Linked DNA regions of Pan troglodytes: region 2 is linked to region 1. The links are chromatin contacts, called in public Hi-C maps. All regions are on one chromosome and are shown on one strand. Each heading gives the region's core, a stretch centred on a gene start, on an enhancer-like site or on the middle of the called end of the contact. The rest is flanking DNA. Distances are from core to core; before and after follow the strand shown. Region 1 has its middle 130 kb from the start of SLC30A10. Region 2 has its middle 280 kb from the start of SLC30A10.

The links. A called contact is a pair of places that touch in the nucleus more often than the background predicts.
Region 2: a contact with region 1 is called in a Hi-C map of stem cell-derived neural progenitor cells, with 3 times the contacts expected there. The contact joins two enhancer-like sites. A contact is called at or near these places in 3 of 7 Hi-C or Micro-C datasets (induced pluripotent stem cells and stem cell-derived neural progenitor cells) and 1 of 1 other capture datasets (stem cell-derived neural stem cells).

What each region holds. Positions count from the first base shown.
Region 1 is chr1:29,304,348-29,308,357 of NHGRI_mPanTro3-v2.0_pri, forward strand. No RefSeq gene overlaps it. Among named protein-coding and RNA genes, the nearest start is that of SLC30A10, 130 kb to the left of the region's middle. Within about 2 kb of position 2,669, at least 2 of the 24 cell types and tissues checked have an H3K27ac peak or open chromatin away from gene starts, as enhancers often do. A contact at or near this core is called in stem cell-derived neural progenitor cells, where this site is marked.
Region 2 is chr1:29,456,723-29,461,150 of NHGRI_mPanTro3-v2.0_pri, forward strand. No RefSeq gene overlaps it. Among named protein-coding and RNA genes, the nearest start is that of SLC30A10, 280 kb to the left of the region's middle. Within about 2 kb of position 1,684, at least 8 of the 24 cell types and tissues checked have an H3K27ac peak or open chromatin away from gene starts, as enhancers often do. A contact at or near this core is called in stem cell-derived neural progenitor cells, where this site is marked.

The DNA of each region.
Region 1 (4,010 bases), core at 1,419-3,918:
TTTGATGCTACTCCACTTGAGAGAGCTACACACAGGATAAGGGGACCCCGTCAGCAAAGGGCTGTGGGAGATGCAGCATGAGTGACAGGATATGGGAGGATAGAAGAGGTGAGGCAAGAGTAGCATTTGCCATGTCAACAAAACATGTAGTCAGAAGGCCCCTTCAGTGCTCTCCAGTCAACATATTCATGAGCCTCACAAAAGAGTCAGCTTTGGATTCCTCCCCACGTGCCCAGCCTTAATGGCCAGTCAGGGTTGGCCAGAGAGAGAACTGCAATGACTCCAGTTAAGTAAGGAGCTGTTTGCTGTTCACCAATCTCCCGTATCTCACTTCCTTGTTTCCATCACCAAAGAATCCAGTCCTGAGCACAGAGGTGGTGCGGTAATGAAAGAGTGTCATCCTTCACTCTCCAAGTCCCTCAAGACATAGGTCTGATTTGCAATGAGGGAGAGGAAAGGTTTTGAATCAAATATGAGTCCAGGGTTATTAACAGGATGGAACTGAATTTTAATAACTGAAAAGTTATGGCACTTGTTCGAGGTGTTAAAGGATTTACTATTGAGCGGGGAAGGAAGATTTGACAGAGTGTGAATGAAAACAGCAATTAAAAATTTTTGTTTGTTTCCCACTGATATGAAATTCCAATTCCTCAATGCAATGGTTACAAAATAAATGCAAAACAGAGGGACTGGGCTATAATGGTGGCAAGTACTTTTTCTTTCTTGCACAACGTTTTGTTTTTTTCTAGACTTCATAAACTTGTCTTAATTATCGGTTTGCTTCAGTTTCTATTTACATATTACCAATTCGACCTCAACCATTTTTATCAATTGTCAAAATCTTCTTTCAGTCTGTTGGAGTACCTAATGTGTTCTATTACATGTACTTTGCTGAAGAAGTCTCATTTAGATCTCTTTCGACCTGTTTCAGTTTGAACTGATTGCTCTCTGTGTCTGCTTCAGAGCTATCAGCTTGTGGTCTCCCAAGAATATTTTTCTGGGAATTTCCTTTTTTTTTTAAATTTCACAATGATATACCTTATTTTGTGTCTCTTTCCATCTTCCTCTATTGTGCTGGGTGAGCACTTGATGAAAATGTATACTTTCCATCAGAAATTTGTGCCTTCTAGTTTGGGACTTATTTTTTCTCTTTTGGTGAATTATTTAGCTGATGATTCAACTCATCTGTTTTCTGTGTTCTCTCTGAATTTATCTATGGATACTAAACTCCTTGGGTTGTACCTTAGATTTTGTTATGTGTTTTTTCCCCTTTCCATTGCTTTGAATTTTTGCTCTATTTTCTGGAAGATGATCATTAAGGTTTAAAACATTGAGGTGTTAAAATCAATTAATTAGGCTAACAATCTATTTTGGCAAGCATCCCCAAATTCCCTACACTTTGGAAGAGAAGGCTATCTGAAGAAGCCATTTAAGTTATCTCCTTGTTCCAACCACATCTGTGTCCAAACAAATGGAAATAGCTTGAAATATTCTCTCTTTCTTTGACAGCCTCCAAAGGGAAGCATCATAGAAACTTTGGCTTATAAACATTTAGGGTTGAATGGAAAATTAGAGATTTATTGTGATATTCTTTTAGCAGTTGAGGGGACTGAGATCCAGAATAGTAAAATGCCTCTCACAAGGTCACATGGCTGGTTTGTGGCAGAGCAGGAACTAAAATCCAGTGTTCTATATTTTAAGTTCAGTTTTCTTTGCAACATACCACATTATCACTCACAGTCCCTGTGGAAATTTCTTCCTTGCATCTAACTGAAATTCTTCACTGTGTGTTTGAATCCCAGTTTCCTACTGTCTTTACCAAGAGTGATGAGTGTTGGCCATTGTTCCTGGCAATAGAAAGTCTTTGTCTCTGTTAGCTGTATGTTATGTTTTCCTCTGCTGGGATGGGGCGATGTCCATTTCACATTTCCACTCCTCTGAAGTTAACAAGAAAGCTGAATAATAAAAGACAAAACTGGTAGTTACTGCTGTTTGCAGTCATTTCTCAAATACTTGCATTGAAACCAAGGTTAAGATCTGGTTCCCACATGCCTGTAGGTTTCATGCAGATGTCTCCTCTCAGGGAACAGACTTTTGCTTATTTCATAACTGGCTGAAGGCATTGTTTCCACCCTGCAAAACTCTCGCCAGGTGGACAATTCAACTGGGGTCCAGAACTTAAAATGGTAGCTTTGTCTAAGGCAATCCTTTCCCTACCACTCTGTGCCTTAGTTTTTACATTTATTGACATTCTACTAATTTTGAGTTGGGCTTTCTAAACCTGCATGCACTACCTCTGTGTATAAAAATAGAATTTCATATACTCATGCCTCCTCCTCTTACTTCCTCCTACCTCCATTTGGACCTTTTGCTGTTTAAAATATGCATGATCATTTAAAACCATGAGTGTATTCTTTGATAAATATTTTTAAAAGATTCTTGGCTCAAGAGTTGTTTTGTGTTGTTTTGGAACTGGGAAGGGATCAGGCTGCAATCCAGCACTCATTATTAGATGTTTTCTCTCTGATGTATGAAGACAGCTCAGGTGGCTGTAGCTCTGCATAACCACAAGAGGGCAAGAGAGTCTAAAGAATGAGAAGAGGACCCGCCACGGAAACAAACTCCTCTTTGTTCACCTAGAGGCCAAATCATCAGATGATCTGCAAAACCTGGCAACTCTCAAGAACAATAGAGGGGCATGTATTAAGTGACCAGCTTGCTAGCCAGACCATCCAGAGGAGAGCAGCAGACTGCTGGGTCCAAGATTTATAAGCTGCAATCTTTGGCTAGTCGGCTGACCTCTCTGAATCTTTTTCTCCTCTGTAGAAATGGGTATTGCCCATCAAGCACCTGCCTGTCTTCCTTCCAACTTTTCCCAGGGGTTGGTTCCAACGCCTAATGCCACGCTTTCTTCAATGCCAAATGTCACTCCGCTGAGAAACCTTCCAGATCCCCTCATCCTTGCTCTCATACTACTCTGCACTGACCTGATAGTCTTTCTCTGGTTGTGTTCTTATTATTTGTTTCCAAGTCTGCTTCCCTCATTTGACTAGAGCTCTTGCAGGGCAGCTACTGTGTATCTTTATACCTGGCATTGAAGGAACTGTGGAATTCTAAGCATTTCTCTCCCTTCTTTTTTGCTCCCTCCCTTCCTTTATTCGTTTATACAGGTTTTTGTTCCAAGAATCAGGATAGGCATTAGGGAGGATATGGTCCCTGCTCTCAGGATTACAGGTTAAATAATATTTTGGCTAAAACTACCAGTATGAAAGAGTAAGCATAACAGCCACATGATTAGTCATTGCACTTACTGAAATAAGCAAATGTTAGCATGATGTACAAAGGGAAGAGAAGACATACCTCATTTGGCACATACTGGGGCTCAGACCACTCTTGGCTGTAAATGTAAAAAAGATGTTTCCAAAGAAATATAAAAATATATATACAAGGAGGCTTGTTTTTCATTTAATTAGAAATGAGCAGGTGAAAGGGATTTAAAGTTCTCATAGGATTCAAAAATGCCAGAGAAGCGTGGAACTGTGCAAACCCACTGTGCTCAGTGAAGAATGGTGCAGTTAGTGGTCAAGAGTGGGGCTTTGGGGTTAGAGTGAGCCAGCTTCCTCACTTACCTACCTAGGAGGGCAGGCAAGGTGCCTCACCTTCCTAAGCCCCAGCTGTTTATTTGAAAAATGAATACAAAATAGGAGACAGTTGGCTAAAGATCAAGGGTAATGCCTGGCACATGAGGGACGTGTCAGCTGTTATTGACTGTGATCATCCTTCTTTTTTGTAATTGACTTCACCACATTCAATAACTTTCCACAGTGAGGATGAGCCTTACAGGAGGTGCCTGAACATCCCAAGAATGGCAGCAGATTTTTCAGGGAAACAATCATTCTTATTTGGTTTGAGGATCTAACAACGCAGCTTTGGGAGCCCCAGTCCTGTAGTGTTCTCCCTTGGGAGTGAGAATAGAACCAACCAGGGTGGCTTGGTGTGTCACCAAGGTC
Region 2 (4,428 bases), core at 434-2,933, 150 kb after region 1:
AGAAAGTTCCAAGTGAAATCTGGCCATTGCTTTACATTTAATCTTTACATTGCTTTACGGTAGAACAAAACTTTTTGTCAGTTGTATGGTGGATTCTATGATTCACCTGATCCAGCAGGGGAAAGAAGGAGATTCTTTGGGAAACCTTGTTTGGTGACATGCAGTTGTTGGTGAGGTAAAGGGAAGGGACTAAAAAGGTAGTCAGAAATTGATTAGTTGTCAGAGACATTCAAGGGTCACCTTTGTTTTTTCTTTCTTTTTAAAATTGTCATTCTTCAGACATTCTATAGATGCTGTTTATTTATCATGCTATTAGCAGAAACTATGCTGCTCTAAAAAGTTACATAATCAAACCAAATCCTCATCCAATTTCACTGCAGTGGGACTCTGCCCACTGTGTGCTGCTCCATTATTATTGTATCAGCTTTTTAGCAATAATTGACATCTATCTGATATAAAAATTGATACTTGGCAGAGGAAAAGAAAACCTGTTCTTTTGTGCTTAGGGCAAGTGGATGGTAACTTGCTTAAAACCCGTTTGGGAGTCAAATTGGAATATCTCTCAGCAACATTTCCCCACTTAGGTACAGTAACCGGAAGGTAACATCCAAAAAATGTAAACCATTGTTGGGCTTCTGGATGTCTCTGAGAGAGCCTGTGTTTAGATTAATGGACGGTCGACTGAATAGGGGGTCATGATGGGTGGCCAGACTCTTTGCAACACAGTAGGCCTATTGTACATCTAAGAGCGATTCAATTCAAAGCGATTCATGGCTTGGATGCTTCTGTAAATACACATTAGCCTTTAAGCAAAGCAGGAATTATACCAGCTTTTATTTTTTTCTTTAAGAGAAGAAAATAAGAGAAAAAAGAATGAAACAAACACCAGAGAACTTTTTTTGCAACAATGCCTTCTTTTCCTTTTGACGTTGTTTTTTAAAGTTGCGGCAGTCCTGGGTGAATGAATATGGGTTTTTATCCCTTGAAATAGAGGCCTGCTGTCTAATGCAGGCTTCTTTTTCCTGCTTGATTGGCAGGACTTTCTGTCTCACTCCCATTAGAGAAGAAATACTGTTTAGATTTCGACACAAGATATTGCCAGTGGAATAAATAGTGCCATTTTCATGATAAAGTGGATGTTTAAGAATAAGAGTTTATTTAAGCCCACTGGTGAGCGACATTCCACTTGAATTAGGAGACACTCCTACAGGAAACAAATTTTATCAACCTAATTTTGTATTTTCCAAGCTTTTCCTGAGCAGCAGACAGAAGCAAAGATGTCGCCATAACCTTCTGTAGATGTCGCCATAACCTTCTGTTGATAGCGGAAAGCAACACCCAGGAGTAAGCGCTTGCAAGGTTAAGACAAAGAGCTCCCATGTACACGGCAGAGGGCGCTCCAGGACTGGCTGCGAGGAGTAGTTGGAACCGACTTCCCCGCTTCTTTCCTTCTCTTTTTTAAATGTAGGACAGGAAAAATAAAAGGATCATCAGCCAGAAAACAAAGGGCGCCAGAGAGCCAAATGTATGCAGCTGAAGAACTTGAAAAAAATTCTGGGGACTCAAGAGAGGAACCCATATTCTCATTCTCGTTGTCAGTCATTTTGCAGCTGTCCTGGCCTAGTATCACCTTCTCTTCTCCAGCCACATCCCCCACTTCACACTCCCTCAATTTGGCCCTCCGAGATTTGGTCCCGTTGGCCAGCGCCATAGGCTGCCTTTAGGAAAACCCCTGGCTCGCATGACGTCACCACGCTCAGAGGGAGTGAAACTTCCCAAGCACCCCCACGGATGGTGCTAACAAAAGTTAAGCAGCGCCCCACCTCCTGTGTGCAACAGGGGTATCCTCCTCACCCCCTTTTTTTGTAAGGGAGGTGAGGTGGGAGGAACTGACGTCGGGACACCTGGTTCTCAGCCCAGCGCTGCCCCCAGGGGCCTCCCTTAGTCTTTGTATTCCTGTTCTTCATTTTTGAAATGAGGGAATTGGGCTAAATGGTCTCTAAGCGCTCAGGTTATGTCGTTTGTAAAATTATAAGTGAGAGGTTAAGTCACCCCAAAGCAAGATTTTTAGTGCAAAATTTTGAGGGAATTGAGGCAAAGTGTTTTTTTCCTCTCTTCTTCCTGGAGTGTGAATTACCTGATTAAAAGTCTTGACTATTTCACTTCTATCTCTGTGGTGTATCGATCAAAAAGTTCATTGAACTTTTACCCTATGATCAAAATGGAGACGAGCAGATTAGATTATACCTTAATTAGCAGTTTTCTTTTTGCTAATGGTTTATTTATGAGTTCACAGCAATTTCTTAATATTAAGTTAAAAATATTGCCTGATAAACTGACAGATTACACTTGCATTTTCTCTTTTGTTCTCAGAATAAACGTTAAATATTCTTTTTTGGGGGGGATGTTCTAATTTAATTGGCCCTAATGAGAGCCAGATTGCTCATTAGAATAAAAAGGAAAATGACAATCTGTGTCACGTTTATCATCCTCAGCAATGGGCAAGGTTGTACTAAGGTTTGGAATAAGTAGACAGATGTAGAGACTAAGGGGGGCTCTGATAAACAGAGATATTGAATGTAGATAATAAGCCAATCTTAAAATTAAGCATGTGTTTACATTGTGTTCAAAGACTATGACGCCATTGGGAGACAGAATGTGGGGAGAGTTTAGCAACAGCCCTCTCAGCTGGTGACTTCAGGACAGAAACTTCTCAGTTCTCAGTAGGGGCTCCCTAAACAGCAGGCATAAGTGGATAAGTCAGTTTTGTCAAATATAGGAAAGTATATCATGTTTCAGAAGAAGACCAAAACATTATTTCAATATGAGTAAGAGTTTTCTCTTTTACCTAATAAGTGAAATGCTCACCAGTTTTATTCTGGAATGTCAGTGTGGCCCATTTTCCCTTAAATATTTGTGCCAGCAATTTCATAGTTTCCTTGGGGGCATATTTTAAAATCTATTTATCTCCACAGTGCCTACTTTGCATGGGGCTTTTGCAATAAGAGGTGCTCAAAGGCAGTTGTTGAACTGAATGTTCATATTAATTTTTTCCTCTTTAATGCAGCAGAACAGCTATAGAAACAAACAAACCAAAAAAAAAAAAAAAAAAGAAAAGAAAAGAAAAAAGAAATAGCCCTGCATGAAGTCACAATTTGGCTCATGCTAGGTGCTGAGTCCATTTCCAGCTCTAATGACTGGATGCTCACCACCAGCTTTACCTAGGCTGCTGGGAATGAGCTGCACCAGTTGGGAGACACACTACTTATTGTTCAGATCGTTAAGCATGAATGTGCTAAGCATCAAAACTCAGATTTAGTGCAAGCTTAAAGTGGCCATTTCTTAGATCCAGCATTCTGAGTTTCAAAAAAAGAATGTTTTTGTATGTTAATACTAATGCCACTTTCTATTTGAGTCACTTCTGAAAAACATGTGCTAGGGCAGTGCAATATATAGTTCTGTGACATTACTCAGTGAGAACCAGCAGCAGTGTGGCAAAGTGCTTAGTTGAATCAGAGCCATACAGAATCATATTTATGCTTACATAGGCATTGTTGCATTTGGGAGAACGTGTTCACGGGAAAGGGTGGTGATGATGGTGGTGGTGGAATAGTATGTGATGTGGTTAGAAGCCCTGTTTTTCCATTCATTGTTTAATCTTTGATTCTTCATCTATAAAATGAGACCTCTTGCCATTGAGTTGTTTGAAGGCTGAGAAAAATGTATGTAGAGTCCGTAAACATATTCAAAAGTAGGCATTCAAAAATAAGCTATTTTTGTTATTTAAGTTCTAAAAAGCTCTTTTCTTCCCAACTATATTTCCAAAGAGCTGTCAAATAATGTACTTAGTATTTGATTAAGACTGATGCTTTCCAGAATTACTGGGACAGAAACACTAACTACTCATTAAAATAATCCTTTGTGCCTTCAAGAGTTCAGTTCTTTTCTTCTCTCTCTATTTTCATTCTACTTCTCTCCTCAGAACAGTTTCTAAATTCTGCTTCCATCACATCTATTTGCTAATAATCTAATATGCTACTCTTCCTGAGAATATTTCATTATTAGTAGGGAACAAATCTATCCACTAAGAAATAAAGTATGGAATGGGAATTTTAAGCGTTGGTGAACACATTGGAACATGTTTTTTTAGAGTACTGGGAACTTTTCAGTGTTTTTGAAATTAAACTCATTGGTGGTAACTATGGCATGAAACAGATCATCTATTAAATCATCAGAAATTAAGGATTAAATAATTTATCTCACCAGTTACTTATCTAGAAAGGCAATGAGGAAAAAACATTTACATTCACTCATTTATTTAAATTTTTTTTTTGAAATGGAGTCTTGCTCTGTCACTCAGGCTGGAGTGCAGTGGCATGATCTCAGCTCACTGCAGCCTCCACCTCCTGGGTTCAAGCAATTCTCGTG